Linked DNA regions of Mus musculus: all the other regions are linked to region 1. A link is a contact called in public Hi-C and promoter capture Hi-C data. All regions are on one chromosome and are shown on one strand. Each heading gives the region's core, a stretch centred on a gene start, on an enhancer-like site or on the middle of the called end of the contact. The rest is flanking DNA. Distances are from core to core; before and after follow the strand shown. Region 1 holds the start of Extl1 (exostosin-like glycosyltransferase 1). Region 2 holds the start of Zpld2 (zona pellucida like domain containing 2). Region 3 overlaps Cep85 (centrosomal protein 85).

Evidence for each region. Promoter capture Hi-C pulls out the DNA fragments that hold promoters and counts their contacts. A called contact is a pair of places that touch in the nucleus more often than the background predicts.
Region 2: a promoter capture Hi-C map of embryonic stem cells shows a contact between it and region 1, with 4 times the contacts expected there. The contact joins the promoter of Zpld2 here to the promoter of Extl1 in region 1. A contact is called at or near these places in 13 of 39 promoter capture datasets (the HPC-7 cell line, HPC-7-derived erythroid cells, cranial neural crest and 8 more), 19 of 484 Hi-C or Micro-C datasets (the Ba/F3 cell line, the G1E-ER4 cell line, Sertoli cells and 10 more), 3 of 115 datasets of contacts at active chromatin or transcription factors (bone marrow-derived macrophages, embryonic stem cells and stem cell-derived neural progenitor cells) and 5 of 9 other capture datasets (adipose tissue, embryonic stem cells, liver and 2 more).
Region 3: a Hi-C map of liver shows a contact between it and region 1, with 2.5 times the contacts expected there. The contact joins the enhancer-like site here to the promoter of Extl1 in region 1. A contact is called at or near these places in 2 of 484 Hi-C or Micro-C datasets (liver and nephron progenitors) and 3 of 9 other capture datasets (adipose tissue, liver and pancreatic islet).

The regions. Positions count from the first base shown.
Region 1 is chr4:134,370,864-134,373,987 of GRCm38.p6, reverse strand. It overlaps Extl1 (exostosin-like glycosyltransferase 1), which reads left to right and starts at 1,441. Exons shown (of 11, transcript NM_019578.2): 1 at 1,441-3,030. The coding sequence starts at 2,270.
Region 2 is chr4:134,201,478-134,204,589 of GRCm38.p6, reverse strand. It overlaps Zpld2 (zona pellucida like domain containing 2), which reads left to right and starts at 1,586. Exons shown (of 8, transcript NM_001080712.1): 1 at 1,586-2,672. The coding sequence starts at 1,598.
Region 3 is chr4:134,158,211-134,161,629 of GRCm38.p6, reverse strand. The region is part of intron 3 of Cep85 (centrosomal protein 85); the gene reads left to right. Among named protein-coding and RNA genes, the nearest start is that of Cep85, 27 kb to the left of the region's middle. Within about 2 kb of position 1,394, at least 56 of the 459 cell types and tissues checked have an H3K27ac peak or open chromatin away from gene starts, as enhancers often do. A contact at or near this core is called in adipose tissue, liver and pancreatic islet, where this site is marked.

The sequences.
Region 1 (3,124 bases), core at 192-2,691:
AGACACGCAAGATCAAGGCTAGCCTGGTTTATATAGTGTGTTCTTGGCTACATAGAGAAACACTGCCTCAGAATAAAAGAGAAGATGTATAGATAGATGGCTTAGGACCTGGCTAAGCCATGGGAATACAGGCAAAGTTACTCAAGTTCCCTGAGCCTCAACTTTCTCTTCTGTAAAATGGGAATGATAGTAATATCTCCTTTATAGTCATTTCCAGCGTGCTCAGGACATAGTCACCTACACTATTACTCTTATTCAGCATGGCACTTCCAGTGCCTCCCTGGGAACCTGGTCCAAGTTAGGATGCGAAGGATCTCTTAGATGATTGAACATGGATGTGGCCAGAGCAAGCTTGAGCCCCTGAAGGAGGGTCCTGGCTCTGACTCAGGAGTCTCAGCCGCTTCCTAGAGGAAGGGAACCTTCTGCCAATTCCAAGCCTGGTGGGATGGCAACAGCGCATGCCCACACCTGTCTCCTGCGTGAGAAAGCCTGCGGTTTGCCTGAGCAGCTGTCTATCACGGAGCGACCTACCTCTTACTGCAAGAGGCCAGATTCTTCTTGATCCCATTTTGAGGATGTTCCTGGGCACCTCACTGTGCCCTGCCCTCAGGCTGCTCACCAAGGAGGAGAGGCCAGCGGAAGGATACTTCCTTGTTGAAGGACACCCCACCAAGTGCTCTTGTAGGACCTACAATAGCAACCCTCCAAGGGAATGATGTTAATCCATTTTAAAGATGCAGGTAGACACTGCCCAGCTCCATTCAGTGGCCGAGGGGACAAGAAGAGGCCCCATCAGGCCAGGCTCTGAGTTCAAATCTTCACCTGGACACATCAAAGCTGGGTCACCTTAAGAAAGGCAATCCCTGCTCTGCGCTTCATTTTTCTCAATAGTAAAAAAGACAAAAGAGCTGGTGATGTAATTCAGTGATAGAATACTTGTCTAGTGTGCACAAAGCCTTGGGTTCTACTCCCAGTACCACAACATCAATTCTAAAAATAGACAATGATAATCGTAATAAAAGGGGGGGGGAAAGGCAGATAAACATCTACTTTGGATCACTGGTAAAGACCTTGGAGAGAAGCAAACTGTCAATCCACAGCCACCAGTGAGGTATGGTGCCCTCCTGACCATTATTAATCTTCCAGAGCCAGGCGTGATGGCAGGTAGCTGGCATTCGAGCACTCCGAGGTGAAGACAGATTGATCAGGGACTCAAAGTCCTTGGTTGCAAGGTGGGTTTGAAACCAACCGGGGCTACAGGAACATCCCCACCCCCCTCGTCTCAAAAAAAAAAAAAAAGGAAAAAGAAACGAAACGGTACCCCAGCGAAAGAGGTTGCAAGGGGTTAAGTGGAAACCCTGCCTCCTAGCCAGGAGCCAATCAGAGCTGGCGGGGGTGTGGCCAGGCTGCTGCTGCTGCGAAAGAGAGCTGGACCGACTTGATACCTTCTGGAGTGGGACCTGGAGCTGCCGGCTGGACCTGTGGGGCAGGAACAGGAATTTGGAGCGTAGGTCTTGCCCTCTGCCCTGTGACAGCTCCTAGCCGGAGGGTGCAGAGCAGCTGCCTGGGTTAGGGGCCATAGCCGAGGGGAAGAAGACCACACTCCGAACCTTCTCATTCCCCAGGCGGCGGGCATGGGATGCACTCCGGCTCCAACTTCAGCTGGCTCTGGTGGCCCACATGGACACAAGGTCTATTTATAGTTCTGCCACAGAAGGCCAGCCACCAAACACAGGGGTAGCCAGGGTTTTTTTCAAGAGCTTTTGGGGCAGAGGGAAGAGTGGGAGAGGACAGTCCTGCCTCCTTCTACATCATCCTTGGCCACCCCCTCCCGATACCCACTCCCCATGAACCCAGACAGTTCTCCATAGATAGCCTGCCCTTGGGTCAAGGGTAAGATCAGGGGTGCAGTCCTGAGCGCAAATGGACACGATCTTGTGGTCTGGACAAGGGTTGCATCAGCCCGAGCAGTGGCCCAGGGCAGAGGTCCCGATGAGAGGGCAAAGGGTGGCAAGGTTGTGTGAAGGTAGAGAAAGCAGTCGGAGAGTGGGAATGCAAATTTAGAAAGCCAGAGCCTCCTTGGACTTCCCACGAGGGGTCAATCCCACAGGTGGCCAATGGTTAGTCGAACTTAGCTAGGGGACCTGCCTTCAATGGTGAGAGCGCTGGACCAGAAGGCTGATTTCCAGCTCCCTCCTGCCTGGGGTCGCCTCCTCCACTTGCTACAGAAATTCCTCACTTCCTTCTAGTCCTAGCTGTTGGTGGCCACATGCTGTGGAGAAGAAAGTCCTTCTGGCTGGCGTTGTCAGCCTTCTGGCTCCTCCTCGTCCTCCTAGGAGTCTTCCCCCTTCGCCTGGCAGTGTTGCCCGGTCCTCTTCCAGGGCGCTCCCAAGGCTGGCCCCGCTGGCTGGATGCTGCCTTCTTACAGAGTTTCTCCCAGTCTGAGACGAACCCAGAAGATGTCGCACAGCTCCCTCGGGTCTCTCGGGGAAGCAGCTGCACCTGGGGAGCCTGCTTTGACACCTCCAAGTGTAGGGGAAAGGTCCTCAAGATCTTTGTGCACTCCCCGGCTGGTCCGACCTCTGAGGCTCAGCGCAGGATCCTGGATTCCTTGGAAGGCTCCCGCTACTCTGCACTCAGCCCAGCAGACGCTTGCCTTCTCCTTTTTCTCCCCAGCCAGGATCGTAGAGGAGCCTGCGGGCCCCTGCCTCCGAACTGGAACGGAGGCCGGAACCATCTGGTGTTGAGTCTCTACCCAGCCCCTTGCACCAGGCTGGGACAGGCGATGGTAGCTGAGGCCAGCCCCTCCTCGGACATCTTCCGACCGGGCTTCGATTTAGCGCTCCCGTATCTCCCCGAAGCTCACCCATTGCGAGGTGGGGCTCCCGGCAAGCTGCAGCAGCACAGTCCCCAACCTGGGGCCACCTTACTGGCGGTAGCAGAGGAGAAAGGCAGGTGGCGTATCACAAGCACCCACGCCTCAGCCTGCCTCTGGGACAGGCACTGTGAGCAAGACCCTGGACCCCAGCAGTAAGTAAACCTACCCTTGGGGAGCCGCTGAGTGGGAGGGAACTCCTGAGTGGGAGGCGGCTGGGACAGGAGCAGATCCAGAGGATGGAGTGAA
Region 2 (3,112 bases), core at 337-2,836, 170 kb after region 1:
CCACATGGTGGCTCACAATCATCTGTAATGGGTTCTGATGCCCTCTTCTGGCTTGCAGGTGTACATGCAGATAGAGCACTCATATACATTAAATAAATAATTAAATAAGTATTTAAATAAATGGAAAGGAGAATTTAATACAAAGTATCACCCTACCCTCTCCTTCTTCTTTTATTTTTTTAAAGAATTATTTATTTATTTTATTCATATCAGTACACTGTTGCTGTCTTCAGACACACCAGAAGAGGGCATCTCATCCCATTACTGATGGTTGTGAGCCACCATGTGGTTGCTGGGATTTGAACTCAGGACCTCTGGAAGAGCAGTCAGTGCTCTTAACCACTGAGCTATCTCTCCAGCCCCTCTCCCCCCCCTTAAGAAGATACTATTTCTAAGTAAACACCTTAGTCCTCCAGCTCTTAGAATCTTTCCAGCACCCCCACCCCGCCCCCACCCCAGACTTTAGGTGAAGGGATGTGTTTCAGATCCATCTGTTGGGGCTGGGCACTCCAAGGTCAGTTCTCTGAGTTTTGACTAGTTGTGGCTTTCTGTAATGGTGTCCGTTGGCGGCAGCTGCTGCTGCTGCTGCAGAAGCTGGAGAGAGCTACACCTCTATGTGGCTATGAGGTGAGTATTTAGCATGCAGTCAGGAGCCTGCAGCAGAAGGCTCTCCAGCCAGTCTCTGAAATCGATCAGGGCAGAGCTGACAGGAAATGAGCGTGACTCGCTATACGAACTCGCCGCTGCTCCACTATTAGTTGTATTGGAACTCCTCATCAGGAGCGCGGGAGCTCAAGTGCCTAGGAAGTGGTAGGAACAGTCAGCCAGTGTCTTTATTTTCCTTGTTCCTGTTTTCGCAGGCAATGTTGCCTCAATCCCACCTTCCTCAAAAGGCGTTGAGCTTAACAAGAATCTCTCCTGCCCGTCCACAAGTTCAGTTGTGTCTCAGCGAACCAATGGCCCTACTTCCACAAAGGAACTCAACAGTTTATCAGTGAACAAGGCAACCACATCTCAGTCCCAGGGACAGATGACATCAGCTACTCTTCCAACATCACCCCAAAGCAGTAGTGAAACAGAGACCACTGAGCAGACGGTACACACGGCCGTGAAGACAGTCACCAATAGTATGTCACTGTTAGATTCCACGGTGACCTCTGCAGCAAAGGAGCTGGTAGAGTCATCCGAAACCACAATTTTATTCACTGTAGCCACTCCACCCTCACCAACACCGGACAAAGCCATTGACACAAATAAACCTTTACACACGGCGGCCATGACAACTAGGGACACCTCTTCACCAATCACAGCTAACCTGAGGACCACTGTGCTTAGCACAGGCACATCTGAGTCTCAGGAAAGGGACACTACAACTGTACCCCCAACCCCAGCAACAAGCCCCACAATGACGAGCAAGCCACAGGACACACACCACAACACAGTCACACAGATGCCCTCCCAGCCAGCACAGACGGACTTAAGCGACAGCAGGACTAAACTCACAACACTGCCACCACCAAGGCCCATCACCACTGGAATGAGATCCTCAGTGTCCCCAAGCCCAGGGGAGGCAGACATGACCATGACGACACCTTTGATGACAACAACAACTTCAATGACAACAACCTCAATGACATTAAGCACACCAGAGGATGCCATCCTGTCATCTGGAACTGGGATACCCACCGTGCCTGAGAAGTTAACTCTAACTGCACCCTCATCAACACTGGATAAAGCCATTGACACAAATAAACCTTTACACATGACAACTGTGACAATTAGGGACACCTCTTCACCAACCACAGCTAATCTGAGGACCGTTGTGCTTAGCACAGCCACATCTGAGACTCAGGAAAGGGACACTACAACTGTACCCCCAACCCCAGCAACAGGCCCCACAACAATGAGTATGTCACCTGGCACACACCACAGCACAATCACACAGACACCTTCCCAGCCACAGACGGACTCAAGCGACAGCAGGACTAAACTCACAACACTGCCACCACCAAGGCCCATCACCACTGGAATGAGATCCTCAGTGTCCCCAAGCCCAGGGGAGGCAGACATGACTGTGACAACAACAACAACTTCAATGACAACACCCTCAACGACATCAAGCACACCAGAGGATGCCATCCTGTCATCTGGAACTGGGATACCCACCGTGCCTGAGAAGTTAACTCTAACTGCACCCTCATCAACACTGGATAAAGCCATTGACACAAATAAACCTTTACACACAACAACCGTGACAACTAGAGACACCTCTTCACCAACCACAGCTAATCTGAGGACCACTGTGCTTAGCACAGGCACATCTGAGACTCAGGAAAGGGACACTACAACTATACCCCCAACCCCAGCAACAGGCCCCACAACAATGAGTATGTCACCTGACACACACCACAGCACAATCACACAGACACCTTCCCAGCCAGCACAGACGGACTCAAGCGTCAGCCTGGGTACAACCCAGTCATCGGACCATTCTACAGCCCTTGTTCCTAGCTCCTCAGAGACAACCAAATCCTCCACTATGATCGGGACCAGTAAAGCACCCTCCAACTCTAACCAGAGCAGTGGTCCGGGAGGTGGCACCTGTGCTTTGGATGAGTATCAGGCCAGTACCGGAGGTTGTGCGTGCAATGACAGCTACTATTCCCACTTGGGTAAGTGCGTATAATCCCTTCCAGGAAGTGGTCATTGTCTACTGCTGCTGCTGTTTCTCCTCCTCCTCCTCCTCTCCTTCCTCCTCCTCTCCCTCCTCCTCTTCTCCTCCTCTTCCTCCTCCTTCCCCTCCTCTTCTTCTCCCTCCTCCTCTTCTTCCTCCTTTTCTTTGTAAAGTTTCTCTTTTATTTTAATTTTATGTGTATGGATAACATGGAGTAACACAAATAACTCACGTAAACAAACCAGATAAATGGCCGGGGCTAGAAAGGTCATGGAAGTCTAAGAAGGCCCAGAGGAACTCTGTCCAAAGGTCTGTCCAAAGGTTGGGAAAGCGTTAGCATGAAATGAACAAATCCACCAGAAGTGATGGCTCCTGAGAGGGTCCGCGGCTGCGCAGATGAGACAATCTACTCTGTGCCAGCTTCTGGGACCAGAGACT
Region 3 (3,419 bases), core at 145-2,644, 210 kb after region 1:
CGGGGCAGACTGCCAGATGAATGACATAGACACATTGGTTTCTTGCCCTGGGTCCTCAGGGTCATAAGGAGTGTACCTGCGATAGGCCTCCTTGAGTCTCTCTAAAAAGGCTGAGGGAGACTCATTAGGTCCCTGGGTTATCCCTTTTACCTTGGCCAAATTGGTGGGGCTTCTGCCCGCGTTTTGGAGACCCGCTAAGAGCAACTGGCGATAGAGGACTAGGTGGTTCCTACCTTCTGTAGTGGTGTAATCCCAATCGGGGCGTTCAAGGGGAAAAGCAGCATTGACTTCATTAGGCAACTGAGTGGGGCGTCCATCATTGCCCCGGACTGCCTTTCTAGCCTCTAGGAGCACCCGCTGCTTTTCTTCTCCGGTCAGCAGGGTCCCCAACAACTGCTGACAGTCGTCCCAGGTGGGCTGGTGGGTGATGAGGACGGACTCAATCAAGGCCGTCAATTTACCTGGATCTTCAGAAAAGGAAGGGTTATTATTTTTCCAATTGTATAAGTCCGAGGAGGAAAACGGCCAATACTGAAGCTGGCCATCTCCCCCCATGCGGAGTGGGAATGCCTGGGAGGAGGTGGAGTCCGCTGCGGGAGGGTCCCTCCTTCCCCGCAGTCGAGACACCATGGGAGAAGGGGGGGAAACCTCGGAGGTGGCGGCCGCCTCTTCTTCATCGTTCCCTCTGGCAGAGGAGGAAGGTTGTGCTCCGTACGGCGGGGGGTCCTCTGTGAGAAGGTCAATGAGAGGTCCGCCGTTATCAGGGAGAACCTGGGGCTTAGGAGGTTTGGTCTTTATAGAGGGGGTAAGGGCAGGGTAAAGGGCAGATCGGGACGGAGGTTGCGCAGAAGGACCGGGCGGGAGGACGGGAGCTGTCGGTAAAGGAGGGGGTTTTGGAGAGACAAACGGTTTGACCCACGGAGGGGGGTCATAGGCAAGTGCCTCCCAGGTGACGATATATGGGACCTGATCCGGGTGTCCGTGGGGACCAGGACAAAACACTCTAGACTTGACCTGAGAGATAATACCTAAATTAAAAGTACCATCCTGAGGCCATCCCACATTGAAAGTTGGCCATTCGGCGGAACAGAAGGTAACCCAGCGCCTCTTCCTGACATCCACAGACTGATTGGATGCAATGCGCTGGACATCTCCCCAGTGCTGCAAGGTTAGACTCAGAGGGGTAGTTACGGTCTGTCCCATGATCTCGAAAACACTTAAAGACAGGAGAAAACTAACGAAGGACAAAAGGACAACAAACAAATCAGACGCGCGGCGCGGTTTCGGCGTAAAACCGAAAGTAAAAAATTCAGACGGGGGAGGGAAGTGTCTCCGCCTCTCGTCCCCCAACAAAGCCACGTGCCCCTCGGACAGTGGAGGAGCTCCAAAAAGTCCGACTCGGGTAGGTTAACTGATACAGAATGGGCCACAAAACGGGCCCCCGAGGCCGCTGGGACGTCTCCCAGGGCTGCGGCCGGGAATACGAACTCGTCAGTTCTTCCGCAGAACCGCCAGATACAGATCTAGTTAGCTAACTAGTACAGACGCAGGCGCAAACATTAGATGCCGGCACAAACACGCAACACGCACGGAGACAGAGACAGACACGAAACGACCGCTGGCCAGCTTACCTCCCGGCGGGGGTCGGTGGTCCCTGGGCAGGGGTCTCCTAATCTCGGTGGAACCTCCAAATGAAAGACCCCCGAGGTGGGTGGTCAATCAATCTGAGGAGACCCTCCCAAGGATCAGCGAGACCACGATTCGGATGTAATCAGCAAGAGGCTTTATTGGGAACACGGGTACCCGGGCGACTCAGTCTGTCGGAGGACTGGCGCGCCGAGTGTGGAGTTCTTACCCTTTTTATAGGGCTGGGGCTGGGGAGCAAAAAGCGCGGGTACAGAAGCGAGAAGCGAGCTGAGTGGTTAGTTCAAATCAAGGCTTGGGGTATTTCCTGGTCATTTGGGGAACCTGAAACTGAGGTGGGACTTTTTCAGAAACTGTTGCTGGTTCCGCTTTATCTGGGTACCATCTGTTCTTGGCCCTGAGCCGGGGCCCAGGCGCTTGACCACCGATATCCTGTTTGGCCCTTGTCCTAGTATTATTCAGCCTTGATTTGTAACTGTTAATCTTTAACTGAACTTCCTTGTAACTTTTGAGAGCTCAGCTCTGGTACTTTTTCATGCCTTGCAAAATGGCGTTACTGCAGCTAGCTTGCTAAGCCTTATGGTGGGGTCTTTCATGTTTTATTTTTATTGAGGCTAAGGGAAAGTGCTTACCCAGAGTTTAACTTCCAGCACCACAAGCACACAGTGATTTTGTTTGTTTGTTTGTTTGTTTGCTTGTTTACTTGCTTGCTGAAATCTTGTCCTTCCATCACACCCACACCCTCTCCCTCCCCTCTTCCTTCCTCTTCTTCCTTTTTATTCTTTCCTTTCCTTCCCTATGTCCCCCCCCCACCCTCTTTCCTTTCTTTCACGAGGTGTCTCATCTGTCCCAGGCTGTTCTAGAACTTATATGTAGCAAAGGATGGCCTTGACCTTCTTCTCTTCCTATCTCCACTTTCTGTTTGTGGGCATATGCTATACTACCCAGTTTAAGCAGAGTTAACCCAGGACTTCATGGATGCTGGCAAGCAGATGCAGTCTACCTACCCTAGAGCTCATTGACTCAGCTAGACCGTGTCCGACAAGACTGTGTCCGACAAGCCTCGAGGGGTCTCTTGCACTAGGATGAAGAGCTTTTGCTACCTTGCTCAGCTTTTTGCATGGGGCTGGTAATTAAACTCAGGTCACCAGACTGGGTCACAGCAAGTATTTTACCAACTAAATAGTCTTCCCCCAGCCTACTTGTCTGCCGGTTTTGCTTTTATACTGTGACTGTGTTGCTGGAAAAATCAAGGGCTTTTGTACATCTTAGGCAAATGCCCTATCACTGGACTATATAACCCAGTCTTACGCCATAAGGTTTTAATATTTTCAGATTTTAGAGACAGTGTTTCATATAGTAGTTCAGGCTGACCTCGAAGTCACTATTTCAAAGCTTGGAAGACAACTAATGGAATTACAGGCATTCGGTCCACCATCCAGTCTAGCTTGATTTGATTTTTTTTTTTAATTTATTTTTATTTTATAAGCATTGATTGATGTTTTGCTTACATAGATGTCTATATGAGGATGTCACATCCCCTGGAACTGGAGTTACAGACAATTGTGAGCTGCCATGCGGGTGCTAGGAATTGAACTGGGTCCTCTGGAAGAAGAGCCCACTCTCTAGTCCTCCAGCTTGATTTTTTTTTTTTTTTGAGACAGGGTTTCTCTGTGTTGCTGTGGCTGTCCTGGAACTCACTCTGTAGACCAGGTTGGCCTCGAACTCAGAAATCTGCCTGCCCAAGTGCTGGGATTAAAGGCGTGCGCCACCAC